Regions from separate parts of the Anas platyrhynchos genome. Here region 2 is linked to region 1. Evidence: chromatin contacts called from public Hi-C data. All regions are on one chromosome and are shown on one strand. Each heading gives the region's core, a stretch centred on a gene start, on an enhancer-like site or on the middle of the called end of the contact. The rest is flanking DNA. Distances are from core to core; before and after follow the strand shown.

Region 1 (7,809 bases), core at 3,920-6,419:
TATTTATTTATTTGTTTGTCTTCTTTTGTTTTATTTTGTTTGTATGTTTCTTTTCGTTTGTCAAAAAAATTCAAATAAAAAGGCCCATTAAAAATTTCACTCACATTTCTATACTATGCATCCTTTTACCCCATTTCCTAAGAACGTCTAGTAATTTCAGATATGTAGGGTCTTATTTTACATTCAGTGGTTAAAATAGGAATGGCTGGAGTCTTCTTTCTTAATCTGAGAGAAACAGCTTTATGGGATTTTATTTTTTCTGTGTTCCTGATGATCAAATTAAATTCAAGGATGAATCTTACTTTTAAATCTGAAAGTGGTAGTAATCATAACAATGATTTTCTGTAGAAGAAGACTCTTTAGTTGAAATATAGAACCTGTAGCAGGTGTGTCACCTACATTTAGTTGGCTTCCTCTTCTGAAATAAAGACAATAACATTCCCTACAAGACTGTCAAAAGGGGGCTAAGCTTCCATATGTTCAGCGGAAATTCATGGCAGAGAGAAGCTCCAATATTTCAGACTTTTAATAAGGGAAAATATTTAACTCAAATATATAAATTGCAATTATGTTCCTATATCATTAAATCCAAAGCTTTTGCACAGTGAGATAGCTTATTTGTCATTCAAAAGTGAAAGTCCCCATTAAAAAGCTGGATGGAAATGATGCCTGAATGGACAGAATTCTTCTTCACTTGATATTATGCTGGTACAAGTGTTAGTTTTGATATATATATATCAATTCAACCTTGAAAATAGCTTTAGAAACAGCAAACATTCATATTGGTGCTTACCTGGTGTACATGGAAGTACTCTCTATGGTTACAAGGAGATTACTCATGTGAATGATATTAAATGATCTAGGAGAGGTTGTGCTGACCTGATCGAAGTGTGGATTTGGTAGAGAACAAAGTCTTCTCATACATCTCAGTTCAATGGAGTAGAAGAACAGCAGCAAGGCTTTCCTGGTATTCACAGAAAATTACATATTAGAATACTTAAATGCAGACAAGTTGACAATAACTTTTTTATTTCAATGGAGACACAGCTCTGCCACAGGACTTTTCTGATACATTTTAGCATAACGTCTAAAAGCACACCATTGTCTGTACTTTTCCTATTGGGAGGTACATATGTATCTCTCCAATGTTGTGCAAAAGTTATGAATGAAAAAGTCCTATTACTTGGCTGCTCTTGTAGAATTTTTTTTTCTTCCTGTATACTTCTCATAAGAATGTTTTTCTTCTATTAATGATATTTGATTTTAACAGCTGTTATAATTTCCCCTTCCCTTCTGACAGCATTGTATATTATGTTGCAGATTCGCTCATGATTTTAGCAATTTTCTGTAGCAAATGAAAAAGAAGACTGTAGCAATTTTCTTTTTAAACTATGAAAAGTGAGGAAAAGAAAAAAGAAAAAAAAAGATAGACAAATAAGGATTATCACAATATTGTTGAGAAAGAGGCATTTTTGCCTCTAACTTTTCCTCTAGCTGTCAGTGCATGAGGCCTAAGGGTCTTACTCCCTGTGACATCTCAGAGAAAACACAATTGCACTTTTCTATAGCTGACCTACCAGTGTGATTCACCAAAAGCAAAAGCAACACTAGACATGCAGTTTTAGTGGGAGGTCTCCAAGCATAGTTTAGATGCTATTTCTCAGAATTCTTCTTGTGATGTTTGCAAAACCTCAATCCAACTGACTGCAAGTAATTTGGGCTTCTTCGATAGCATCTTTCATACTCCTCTGTCCTGTGTCATGCTGATTTGCACTCCCTCCCTCCCTGCCTGCCTTTAATCTCACTGCTGATTTCAAAACACAGAATTTATTTCACCACCTTACAAGGAGGTGAGCTGTGGGGTAGCACTGCTCTGTAAGGGAAGCTAAGCCATTTGTTGCATTTTCTCACTGACTAATAATAGAGCTTTCAGGCTTTGCATTGCCAAATGTCACAAGATCAGGAGTCTTGAGAAAAAAAAGAGTTGGGGAGAGGTAGGCTTAAAAATATCACTTAAAGAAATAGGTGCTTGTTTCCTTTTATTTCTTCTCCTGATAGACCTTCCCACACCTTGCAGATCTAGGGATCAGGTTTACCAGCATTTTGGACAGAAAGGCTTAGAAGAAGTGAATTTATTTCCTTTTTTTTTTTTTTTTTTTTTTTTTTTTTTTTTTTTATCCCAATACGTTTTAAGATTTCTGGAGATTTTTGTGAGATTCTGAAGGCTTTAAGTAAAATGTAGAATGCCATGATATTTAGGACCCAAATCTGACAGCACTTTGTATAATGATATTACAGCCATTAATTTAGGAGAGGTTTTGTTGTTTGTTTCTGTAAAATATTATAATTGGGATTTTTTTTTCTGAGTCATCCCTTCCTTTCAGTCAAGGACACTGCATAATATGATTCTGTAGCAGATAATATAGTGAATGAGTTTGCATTCACCTTTGCAAATGGTTTAGGTGTTCTTAGTTTTCTGTTTTAAGACAGTGACATGAGCAAGGCTGTTTTAAGTAACATAGCAGTTTGCTGTCAATGAGCTTCCTTAGACTTGCAGGCTTAGGGGATTAGGTTATTTTTCTTTTTTTTCTTTTTGTTTTGTTTTGTTTTTTTTTTCCTTTAAGATCACATGATTCATGTTTTTCAATGTTTATTTGCAACATTTTTATTCCAGCTGTGGAAACTTCTAATGTATTCCTTCTCCCCCTCTATCCCTGAGAAGCCATAGCCACAGTTTTCACAGCCATGTTTCTGTAATGCATCCTTAATGCTGCTGAAGGGAACTCTGGCCCTGAATAATTGTGATTTCCATGTTGTTGTCGCATTTCTGTCCAGGGCACTGAAAGGTTCATTTCCGCTTCCAATGTTTTGACACCTTTACTGTGCTTTCTCCAGTTTAAAGTTTCCTTGTTTGTCTCGCATGGTGCATTTTAATTGCAGGGTGTAGAACTGCTAATGCATTTCTGCAGTTAGCATTGAAATTCTGAGAAAGCAAACTGGGCAGAACTAGGAAAGAGTTTGGAAAACAGAAGTAATCTGTTTACTCTGTGTGTTCTGGCCCTTCTGTCTCAAAACCAAATTCAGAGCAGGGCAAGAAAATGATCAAAGTATGAAAAATCTTCTTTGCAACTACAACTTTTCAGTTTGGAAAAAGGCAGTGCATATGACAAAGGTGTGTAGCATACATGAACAGCATAAAAGAGTGGCTGTTCTGTGCCACATTCAGGAACAAGGAGCCTAGTGAAATGATAAAAGCAGCACTTTAAATGTACGAAATCATTTTCTCCCCTTCATATGTAATTTAAATGATGACTCTCAATTTGTGAAGAGGTCAAAATTATAAATTGGTTCAAAAAGGTATTAGGCAAATTTATGAATAATAGGCATCTGAAGTACTGTGGCCCAGAGGTAACCTCTAGCTTGAGGAATCTCTAAACTACTGATTGCTGTCATCTGTCAAGAAAAGGGTCGTGCTGTATATACCTTATTCTTCTGCACTGTTTGAAAAAGGGACTGATCTGGGATAATGAAAACATACCCATTGATTTCAGATTGAAGATTGATGTCAAAGGATGTTTTTGTTTGTTTGTTTTGGTTTTGGTAGTGGTGGCAATGGTTTTTATTCTTGTTTTTCAGTGTTTTTTTTTTTTTTTTTTTAATAACATGGAAAAAAAATGAAAATGCAACTACAAATGTAATAATATCAAGAAGTATGAGGAATTATTTAGAGGGCTAAAATGAAGCATACCTAAGAACAATAGATGGAAGTGAGAACTTAAGCTAGATTAAATTCAGAAAAAAAAAGCCTTAAAAAATGTGTTTAGATCAGGATCACTCTCTTCCTGAAAGAAGAAGAAATAAGAAAGAACTAGAAATAAAGTCACTCGAAAAATGTTTGCTGTTTGGGAAGTAATCCTGAACTGACACCATAATGGCATAAGTTAAATGATCCAAATGAGGTGTCTACGTTAGCGGGTAGCTGGTTCTGTCACAACATGAACATCTGTTCTGCAGCTAAGTTGCATATTTTACCGTAATAGATATTGCAAGAAGTATACTCTGATTTGCACTTAATATAACTTAATAGAATTTACAATAAATTTCTTTACATTAGACAAGTCTGTTCTTGTTAACAGTGGTGTGTACTGGGTCTGGCTGGAACTTTCCCTGCAGCAGCCCATACAGTGCTGTACTCTGCACTTGTAGCTGGAACAGCAGTGTTATCACACCAGTGTTGTGTCTACTGCTGAGCAGCACTGGCACAGCATCGGGACTCTCTCTAACCCTCCTAGGGGGTGGGCAAAAAGTGAGAAGAGAAACATCACTAGGGCAGCTGACCTAAACCAACCAAAGGGATATTCCATACCATGTGATGTCACACTCAGCAATAAAAAGTGGAAACAGGAAGAAGAGAGGAGGGGTGGGCCCTGGTTGTGAAAACGTTGGTCCTCCTCCCGAACACCGGCTATGTGTGTTGAGGCCTTGCTTCAAGGACGTGGTCAATCATCGCTCATTTGTGGGAAGTAGAGAGTAATTTCTTTCCTCTGCACTTCCACATAGCCTTCATTTATTTTATTTGTTTGTTTTCCTCCCTTCTTTTTATTTTCCCTTTCCCCCTCCCTTTTCCCCTTCCCCTTTTTATTTCCCTTTAGTTAAATTGTTTAGTTCATAGTAATCTTTATTCAATTATTACTATTATTTCCCATTAATTAAATTATCCTTATCTCAACCCGTGAGTTGTTCTTTGGTTTACTTCTCCCCCTCCTCATCTAAAAAGTGGGGGAGTGAGAGAGCGGTTGTGGGGTTTAGCTGCCCAGCACGGTAAAACCACCACATGATGTAAACTTGAAGTTAGCCTTGTGAGTTTTTCCTTGATTAACTAAGAACAGATCTGGGCCCAACGCCTCACTTCAGAAAAACATCTTCATAAAAGGTTTATTTCTGTTTTAGATCTTCTGGGAAGGTAAATAAATACTATTAACCTTAAAGTCCTCTCAGAATTCTTAAAATCTTTTGCAAAGCTTTTAACGACTACCACAATTTCTTTAAAGAGAAACATTATTTAGCAAAAACCACTGTGTCTGAAAGCCTTGCATATCTCAGGCAGTGCTATTATTTCCATTTCCCCCTGGAAATTGAAAGAGGCAGAGACAGGCAAAAAGAGGCAAATAGATCAGACAGAGGAGACTGTGAGGTGAAGGTCAGGAGGAGAGAGATCCTTCAGACTGGTGAAAGACAGCTAGACTTGTCCTCTTTTTGTCTTACATTTTAAATAAAGATATTTACACAGACACAAGGTCTTTCTTCAAGTTCTGCCAGTGCAGTTTGAGAAACCAGGAAGTAGCTGACCTGCTTTTTGTCCATTAATGAGAGTATAATACCTGCAGATTAACCTCAGCTCTGCAGAGTATTTGGAAGTGGATTTTTTTTTCCTTTGCTACACAGTCTGTTTTCAACAAGTGGATATTTATGGGTATGTGAATTATTCTATATGCAGATTTAGAGGTTAAATTAAATTAGAGTATATTTGAAATATTCCTTCATGAATTTCTTATCCCTTCGCTCAATTCCTCTTTCTAAGGATTTTTTGTTTTTTCTTTTTGAGTATGAAGGGGGCAATGGGTAATTTCTATTGTCTTCTCATGGTATTTAGGTCATCTCCTCAAGTGCAGTTGAAGTTCTTCCCATAAGCTCTTCCCATCAAGTATAATATTATATTATTTTTATAAAAATGAACTCTTGACAGAAGATGTCTTGAATTTTTAGTGGTATTTACAATTCTTTAAGGCTGGGAAAACGGAAAGTCTAATTCATGAAATGAAATGGCATCTGGAAGCTCCTAAGAAAACATGGACTTTAAAGCTAACAAGTATGACATAAATGTAATGGCACAATTATTTGGTTAATGGGTCATACTTTCTAACCAATAGTGCATGCTGTGACTAATGACATACCCTTGTATAGATTAGGCATTACAGAGATTTGAGGTTGATGTTTAAGACTGATGAGCATTTATACAGAAAATATTCCAGAACACTATGATGCATAATGGATGTAAATTAATATAACTGTGGATTTTAAGTATAAAAAGGGATAATTCCAAAAAGAAATGTATCCACAGAACAGCTCCTGCCAGCACTTAGGGGATTTACAAACATTTTTAAAGGCTCAATTAATTTTTAGTTTATGCAACTTCATTCTAACTTACTGAAGTTGTAGATAGCTTTGCCCTAAATTTGCTTTATACATCTAAGTCATGATTAACATAGATGTTAAATATGCTGGGGAAGAACACTTCCCAAATGCTAGCTAAGACTGAGGCATATCTTAGGAAACCATGCAAGTCTGTTTGCACATATGTGACTTTTCTTTTTCCTTATTCTCTACATGCCAGCATGAGATATGCCTGCTTTATGCTGGCTGCTATTCAGACTATGGAATTGAAACAGCAGCTAGAAATCCTATATGGGCTGGAGAAATGTCATAACCTTTCTTGGTTTCTTCTAGCCATGCATCCTGTGCTATTCAGCTGCAAAAGAGTGGCAGGAAAAGTCACACTGAAATATCTGTAAAATAAATTGAAGTATAGCCAGACTGAAAACAGGGGTACAACCTGCCAGTGCAGTGGCATGAACCAGGCATCTGTTTTAGCTTAATTTTACTTCAGAGAAGTAAAAGTGTTTTGGGAAATTGTCTTTAGCAAAAGGTGGCAGTTTAAAGCATCTGTATTCTCAACTAATTTCTAGCTATATAATCAAATACTTAAAAGTTCCAATCCTTTTGAATTGAAGTTGAAAAAAGTGTTTTTAGGTATGAGTGCTACCTTTCCTTTCCAGTTCCTTTTTTTTTTTTTCAGTTTCTATCCCATTTCCAGTTAATGAGTTTTAAATATATCAGTAGCCAGCAGCTGTAATAAAATGTCTCCCAGCACATTGGGCTGATAATCATGATTTTCTTAAACTTATCATATTATGGGATTCCATGGCAGAGTATCTATCCAGCAGTACACAATGTTCATCTTAGCAACCCAGCTGACATAATGAAATATAATTATTCTTTTCAATTGTTCGTTTTAAATGTAATTGGATTTTTAAATTACTGTGCAATTTAACAAAATCATGGAATATAATTGCCTTCTTTCAATACATATATGTTATAGAATATTACAATTTTCCAAACTTTCATGCATTCTTCTGTCTTTATACTCGCATTTAACATGATTTGAATGAATATCTATCTATTGTTCATTCTGAGTGATCTTGCTAATTTATTGACAGTTGTGGATGTAGCCCATAGTCTTTAAACTGAAATATTAATATTAACGTCATTTCTGAAGTAATACTGGTTAATGTTATATGGACCTCAATATTATTGGTTTCTGAAATCTTCACAGATTAAGCATCCTCACAGAGTAAGCATCTTTCACAGATGCTTACTTGGTCATGAAATTACAGTGTTCTCTAAAACAAAGCATTAGCTGCAACACAAATGGAAATGTTAAAGAAATTATAAGAGTCTCAAGCATTTCCTGGCTCAAAATATTTCTGTAGATTACAAGCAGATTGCTTAGGTGCTGGACTACCGTGTTTCAGGTAGATGGCAGTTTTAATTACGAGCTTAAACTGTGTGTCTGTTCCTGTTGATGTTTGCCTGTGGCTGTGGAGATGGAAAACATTCAGGTGAAGTCTGCAGATTTAACAAAATGTCCATAGGCAGAAATAGGGGCACGTCTTGGAGTCTCAAACCTCTTTTTTTCTGCACAGCAGAGCAGGGTCAGAAACAGACTTGCTTTCTCTATGAGCGACTAAG
Region 2 (7,561 bases), core at 4,115-6,614, 110 kb before region 1:
CTCTTCTGCCCTCTTTAATGCTTTATGCAGATCTACAATTTGGTGGCTGGAATTACAGCAGTTTATATAAAATGATGCAAATGTGTATTCCAAAGCTTTATAATTTGTAGGTCTGAAAAACTGTTTCAACAATAATAAGCATGCACTGAAGATTTGATAGCAGCCACTCTGCCAAATTACTTTTCTGCTTTAAGAATTCTCCTAACTGCCTCCACGAGTCATGCAGAGCATACATGACTGCACTCAGTGACTTTGTATTCCAGATTAATACAGAAATTTAACTGACAATCATTACTATTGTATTTGCTACAAGTAAACGAACAAGTTGGTAAAAGAAGCACAGTTTATGCTAAATGGCGCTTTGAAGATTACACCAAGACTATTCAAAAAGTCTGATTGCTTTTTCTTAATCTTTTCTTCAGCTTTCTCCAATTAATTAGCTAAATGTGACATACTGTTTATTCAAGATTCAGTGTGGACATTGCCAATCAAATCAGCTTTCATTAAGGTTATAACCACTTCAAAACTAATAGTAATTTAGAAATAAATGGAACCTTTTCTCACTAAATGCAGTATGAGGGGTACAGCTGTCATATTTCAGTGACTTTTAAGTATATCACAGTGCTCTTTGAAAGATGTGTTGCTATTTTATCACTTTTGACCATCTCTCAACACACACACACCACACACACGCACAGCTGCTGCCAGGACACAGACTACAAAAATGACTATATCCTTACCATTCACATGCAGGTGCCTTCATCTTCACTAAACAAAAGCTGTACCTTTTTATGGTCCTCCAGGGAGTGAGGAAGACCCCAATAAGTTTCAGGTAATCTCACTTTCTCTCATTGCAGAGCTGAAGCCCTTCGCTGGGGGGATCTTTGCACAGACATCTATGAAAACCCAGTCTGGCCCAATCGAGAACTACAGGTCAGTTGCTAAGATTTGTCTCTAGAGGGAGATCAGAGCTGAAAACTGAAGGGAGAAATTTTGCTCTTCACAGGATGATGGCACTGTAGACATGACAGAACATGTCATGTACATGTACAGTTTGTGGGGTTTATTTTCCTTTACTCTAGAAGTGCACGTTTGGGCACTCAATAGTCAGATTAACATTACCAGTTAGAAGTAGTCAGATTGACATTTCTGGTTAAAAGTAGCTGTGAGGTACAACTCACAGATCTACTACACTGGCTTCTTATAACAGGAAAAAGAAATCCAAAATCAAGTTAACCAACCCTACAAACAACCTTCTACACTGATGAAGAGACAGTGAACTGAACATTTGTATTCAGGGTCACATTTGAAAAAAATCTGAACTAGATTAACTGAACTTGAAATTTGTCAAGTCATTGATACGAACAGTATATATTCCTACCCTCCCAGGATAGATGGTGTCTGCCATAATATATATTCTTCAGTTGTTTATATGAGCTCTTTCAAGTGACATTTTGTCTCCAGTTAGCATAAAACACACGGCAATCACTTACAGCTTAGTCAAGAGCTTTTCCTGAATTGAAAAGGCGCAATTTTATTTTTTCCCCCCGTCTGATCTAGTTTATAAACCAGCAAAATGCAGAACATATTTCCAAGGAAAAAAAAAAAATTTTAACTATTAAACTCCCTCATAATGTCCTCTTCATGAAGAAATGCTTCCCACACTTACTCCACACTGTTGTCAAATCACATTTTAAGAAAGTTTTAAGAAACATCTGCCAATGAAATGTTTAAACTTAGTTTCTATTAATTAACAATATGCAATTGCCTACTTTAGTGTTATAGAGAAAATTATAACAAGTCAAATAGCACTGTATACTACTGAAGCCATAGATCTCTAGGTGCATAAACTATTGATCTCATTATATATTAAAAAGCCATCTGTGCATTAAGAGGGGAGGTGAAAAGATAAGAAATTGTATTAATCTGTATTAAAGTGCCTAAACAATACTGCCTAGCTACTTAAACTACATTTCATAAATTATATTAAAAAATACTGCATAACCAGAAGAGATAAAACCGTGGATTTAACTTTTATAGTCAGCATGTTATGAAATCTAATCATAATTTCAGTGTGGTTATGATGATATATCGTCTACGGGCTTTAAGACTTCAGAAATATTCCTTAAAAAGCCTCTAAATTTTGGTTAGGAGAACTTAGCAAGCTGAGAAAGGTTGACTTGGTAGGAAGTATTTTTGGCTGAGATCTGCTATATTTCTGCACCTGCTGTGATAAATAGAGTTTATACAAATTAGCTAGGTCACTGGTTCGTGCCTTCTAAAGGAGGAGTTCAGCTCCAGTGTGAGCAATAGAGTAGCAAATTTATAATAGACTGTAGTTATATATAACATGCACTTTTTTTTTTTTTTAAAAAAGGTCAGAAGGGACCACTGCAATGTTTCATGCCAGGAAATCATAGACATTTTTAGAAGAGAGAATACCCTACATTTCAGAGAGCCTCATGCAGGTAAAAGGAAAATGGGACATTACAGCAGAATAAAAATAAACCTGAGAAGCTCAGGATGCACAGATATTTTTTGTACTGAATGCTCGTATGGAATCCCCTTACCACCTTCTTGTAGCCCTTCTTCTAGCAATTGCCTAATATCTTGCAGGACTCAAATGTTGTCCTTCATAAAGGGAACGGGAAGTACACTGTATCAGTGCCTTCTCTGTACCCTCATAAACCCAAACATTAAATTCAAAATCTTGAAGTTTTCCCACTTCCCAAGGAAAATGGGTCACAATCTAACTGGGAAGCAGAGATCTATTGCACAGTTAATAAAGTTGATTTCTAATTCATTGAAACCTTCCCTAGGAAATCAACCTGCATGAAAGGATAGCTCTGCTGTATCTTGTTCCCTTTCCATACAAAGGCTTACCTGAACTGAATGGATTGAAAAAGGGAACACAGCATATTCAACAATCCCAGTTTCATTACCCCTGCCAAGCAACTTCTTACCACTCTCTGTCAATGTGGGCCCTATCTCAAATGCAGCAAATCATTGAAACCAACAATAAAAACTAAAAAAAATGAACAAACAAATAAACCTCTAAGTAACCTTAGCAATCATACTCCAAGCTGATTTATGTCTGCCACCCTCCTGCTACTTGACTTTAGATTAATACTGGAGCAGAGTACTGGTGAGGTCGCCACTGCATTAGACTTAACTAAACCAATCCATTTACTGAGTGAAGCACTGTTTGGTGACCTGGAGGGAACCCTGATACTCTGGAGTAAGAAGTGAGGTGACCCAGAAGGATCTTCCATTTTGGGCTGCCCGGGGATATTCTCAGTTTTCTTGCTCTCTTTAATTATCAAAATTTTTCAGGGAAATGCATCAATCTGGGGCTTTGGTAGCTTCTTGGCAATGGGCAGCATTTCTGGAAGAGGGAGGGAGAGACCCCCTCATGAGACTAAAAAGCATTTCTGTCTTCCTCTCTGTATCTACACATGCATGTATTCTTATGCATTGGAAAACTGTTTTTCAGTAAAGTGTCTGTAATCACATGGTTAATTTGGAATAACCAAGGTAGTATCCTCAAAAGGAGGGGACATGGCTCAGAGACTGGCAATCCGAGGGTCAGAATTTGCTCTTCTCAATTATTGCCTTTCCACTGCAGCAGCTGGCTTTGCTTCACATGTGTAATCTGCTGCCGACCGGAGACGTAATATCAAAAGCCTCTGCATTTTCCAAAAAAACAGGGAAGAAAAAAGAAAGGTGGGTGCGGACAGGGTGGATAGGAAAGAGCTAACTGAAGCTGATGTTAGTAGCTGCACTCTTAAAAGGTGCTCTTTTCTGAGCAATGTGGGAAATACACTTGTTCAAGACTGCAAGAAATGCTGACAAATAAAATATAGTAATAATTTATAATTTGCATATTAAGTTTGAAAGGCCATTTTTGCAAGACAATTTATGGGTTGAGGTTCCTCTTGCCACATAACACTGCAGAGGCTTGCAGTGGGAGTGGGCAATGAACGGCTCTCCTGTGCCAGAACGATGGTCCCTGCATGCACCCCATCCCCATGCCATTTAAGCCTGGTATTTATGAGACTTCCCAGATATTTAATAATTTTTTTTGCTTCCCCAGTGTCCAAAAAGGAAGTCTAGGAACAGGGAAAGCCTTGAACTCAAAAGCCTTGAACTCATTGCACTAACAGAGAGGAAGGAGTCATACACTTTAATTCCTAGTCAGCTGAGGTGATTGAATTGCCTGTACCTAGCTGGGTGCCCTTCCCTAATCTTCTGTATGACTAAAAGGCAAGACCAAACCAAGACAATGCCCAGCCAGCACTCCTCCAGCTGGGAACTACCACCCCTGCCTCATGGCATCCTTTTACCCCCCATAGACTTGAACCTCTCACACACAGCCTTAACCCTGAAAAACACACAGAGAACTACAGTGCCCCCGTGCCTGTCCTGTGCTAGCCCAGGCAGCTTGCCTATTCCAGGCAAAACAAGGGTGAGCTCGAGTTCACGTCTGTGCCCTCCAGCCTTGCACAGCTTGGCAGGCTGCAGCCGAGCACGCTGCACCTGGCCAGCTTCGGCACTCAGCATGGGAGCAGATCAAAGATGCTCGGGGGAGCTTTTGCAAGTTGCTCTGCTGTCAGGTAGGAGCCCGGCGCTCCGCCACGCCGTTTCCACACCCTGCCATTCTGGCTTTGCATGCCCTTGTCATTTAGCTACAAGAAAAACAAGGCGGTAAGGAAAGAGAGTGCCTAGGGGCCAAATCTGGATGGATCTGCAATTCAGGTCCTGCTGACCGCTTCCCCCACTTTCTCCCCATTCTTTTTTTTTTTTTTTTTTCCTCCTTCCCACGACAAGCGAAACCTGCCGGCTCCTGACTCAGTGAGCAAGTGCAAGCACCGCGGTGCTGCAAGCGGGGCAGGTTTCTCCGCGCCGCTCCCCGGGAGCAGGTGCCGCGGGCAGCTCAGCCCCGGCAGCGGCCAACCCCCGGGTTGCCAGCGACCGGACACCCCCCGGGGGGCACCGCTCCTCAATTCCCCCATCACCCCAATACCGCCGCCCCAATCTCCCCTCCCCGTTCCCCGGGGCAGCTCCGGCCGCTCTCTGCGGGACCCCCTCCAGCGCATCACTCACCGCGGGGGCGCGGAGCCGTGGGGCAGAGCCCTCCGCGCCGTGCCATGGGCGCCCGTGGGTGCCGGTACCGGCGGAGGAGACGGTGGCGGAGCCGTGGGAAGCGCTCCCGGTGCCGGCGGGGCGGGCGGTGTAACGAGCGCCCGCTGCCGCCCGCTCCGCTCCGCTCCGCTCCTCCTGCGAGCAGCGCCCGGCGCCAGCCCGTTTGTACGGCCCCCGCTCCGCCCCGCCGCCGCGTCAGGCACGGCACCGCCCCCGGCCCCAAAACACGGCCCCGGCCCCAAACACGGCCCCGGTCCCGGTGCCGGCCCCCTCCCAGCTGCGCTCGCTCAGCCGCCGGGCGCCGCCGGTCCCCTCGGGGCCAGATCCGGCGCCCTGGTGGCGGGGTGCGGGGAGCGGGAGCAGCGCGGGGGGGGCCGGCAGTGTGCACGGATCGGCACCCAGCGCACTGCCGTGTGCGGGGATGGGCTCGGGGGATGCGGCACCGGGGGAGTACCTCGGCACGGAAAGCACCCCTCGGCTGCCTCCTTCTGTACCCATAAAAATAACACCCGTGTATATATGGAATAATACCCCCCTGTCCGCTTTCGGTTTTATATACTTCGTGAGTACCTCCTGGATGTGTTTTCTGGGCTTCGATCTTATTTATTTATTTATTTATTTCCATTGAAATGCTTTTTGTGCAGCTAGAACGTAAAGCAGGATGGATGTCTCGAATGTAAGAAATGTGGCTTCCTAAGGGGAGTGGAAAAAAAGGCTTTTCGTGGATTTTAAAGTAATAGGGTTAATCCACTGAAATAGGTCTCTATTTGCCAAAACGTGGTACATATATATTTTTCAAGTCAATGTATGTTAGAAGTATTATCATACTACATCTCTATCCATTTATTCATCAGACAAACTCTCTTGAAATTTACTGGTAATAAAAAGCATATATATATATATATATATATATATATATATGTTGGGGTAGCTCATTTCTCAGGGGGGAGCTTATTTCTCAGTTGATTTTGGTCAATTTAGCTCCCCACCCTCCTGAGGGGTTTCATGCAGGCTGACAGATCTGTCGGAAAGTGGTGGTCTCTTCCTAACGATGCTCAACTTGTACTGCTTGTACGCAGGGCTCAGGGCGGTTTGCCCAACGAGGTAACTTGCATAATAATGGCTCAGCACTCCCCTAACAGGCTTGGATGGCAGCCCAGAATCTCTCTGCAGCCGAGGGTCAGTGTGAGATTCCCTGATTCACACTTTTTAAAAAACATTTTCTGTTCCAAACTCTTGCTCCTGTTCTGGAGTTTTACTACCGCAGCTCTCCTTTGCAAAGAGTGGCCGCTTGTTCACCAGTGTGGCTGGAGAGCTGTTCCCCAATGGCACGTCATTTTATTGATTCAGGGTTTGGTGTTTAAAGTTCCGTCAGTGTTGGTGGAGCTGTTTGCACAGGCGTCGCAGGGCTGGGCTCACACTGCACGTGTGTGCCAGGCAGGAGGCTGGCATGAGCCGAACCTACGCATCTGAGAGGGTTCATACAGGCACGTAAGTTATTGGGTGAGGAAGGTTTAAATTGCCTTTCGTATTTCTGATTAAATTAGGCTAATCACCCACTTTTTGCAGGATACCTTGACCATTGGTGGTGACGTGTTTGCTGTTTGCGCACTCCTTGAGTTGTGGTCAGTGGAAATGTCAGGTTACACAAGCTTTTGGCACCAAAAAAACAGCTTATTGCACTACTTCTATGTAAAAATTGCATCATGTGGATTTTCTTAAATCCTTTTCCTTCAGTCTTAGTGTGTAGTGGTATTGTAACAGGAGTCACAGCAATCAGTTACGGAACTCTGTTTTCTAGTTCTGGCTCTTACTGAGGAATGCAGAACAAAGGTGCTGTGTTTGTTTAAGTATCACCAGCAATTTCAAATGGATTAAAGGACGTAGGAGTGCGTGGGGAGCTGTTTTGTTTATAACTGTTTGTCTGCTTCAGCCCTGAATAAGCATACTTTTGTAGGGCCAAATTAATTAGTAAAATAAACAAGTGAAAATCTGAGGAATAAAAATCACTCAGTTCTGTTTGGTATCTCTAAACAGAATTTTGACAAATGTTTTCAGGAAATAAGTACAAGAAAAGATAGGATACTGTAACTATGAATTTCTTTTATGCAATGTTTTTTGCATATTTAGCAGTTAAGATATTTCCTGTATTTCAGCTTCCTCAATCGTTTCACTATAATTTCTTTAACAGCAATAGACATCTGTTAATACTGACCTTCTAATTTTTAATATGTAAAGAGAATATTTCACTACTGTGTTTACTATGAAAAAAAAAACACACAAGCACCCACCACCAACAGTGATAGTCTTTTTACTTGTATTTTAATATATTCCTTTATGTTTCAGTATAAACATGAGAGTCTGAGAGTCCAGTAGAGAAACAGTAGAGAAATTTCATTTGAGATTAACTTTGCTGATT

Evidence for each region. A called contact is a pair of places that touch in the nucleus more often than the background predicts.
Region 2: a contact with region 1 is called in a Hi-C map of F1 follicle, with 2.2 times the contacts expected there. The contact joins the promoter of LOC110354175 here to the enhancer-like site in region 1. A contact is called at or near these places in 2 of 8 Hi-C or Micro-C datasets (F1 follicle and F5 follicle).

The regions. Positions count from the first base shown.
Region 1 is chr4:65,663,936-65,671,744 of IASCAAS_PekinDuck_T2T, reverse strand. All of the region lies in intron 3 of LOC110354175, which reads left to right. Among named protein-coding and RNA genes, the nearest start is that of HS3ST1, 110 kb to the left of the region's middle. Within about 2 kb of position 5,169, at least 2 of the 8 cell types and tissues checked have an H3K27ac peak or open chromatin away from gene starts, as enhancers often do. A contact at or near this core is called in F1 follicle, where this site is marked.
Region 2 is chr4:65,776,049-65,783,609 of IASCAAS_PekinDuck_T2T, reverse strand. It overlaps LOC110354175, which reads left to right and starts at 5,364. Exons shown (of 8, transcript XM_072037768.1): 1 at 5,364-5,704. The coding sequence starts at 5,564. It overlaps HS3ST1 (heparan sulfate-glucosamine 3-sulfotransferase 1), which reads right to left and starts at 5,280. Exons shown (of 2, transcript XM_027457382.3): 1 at 5,104-5,280.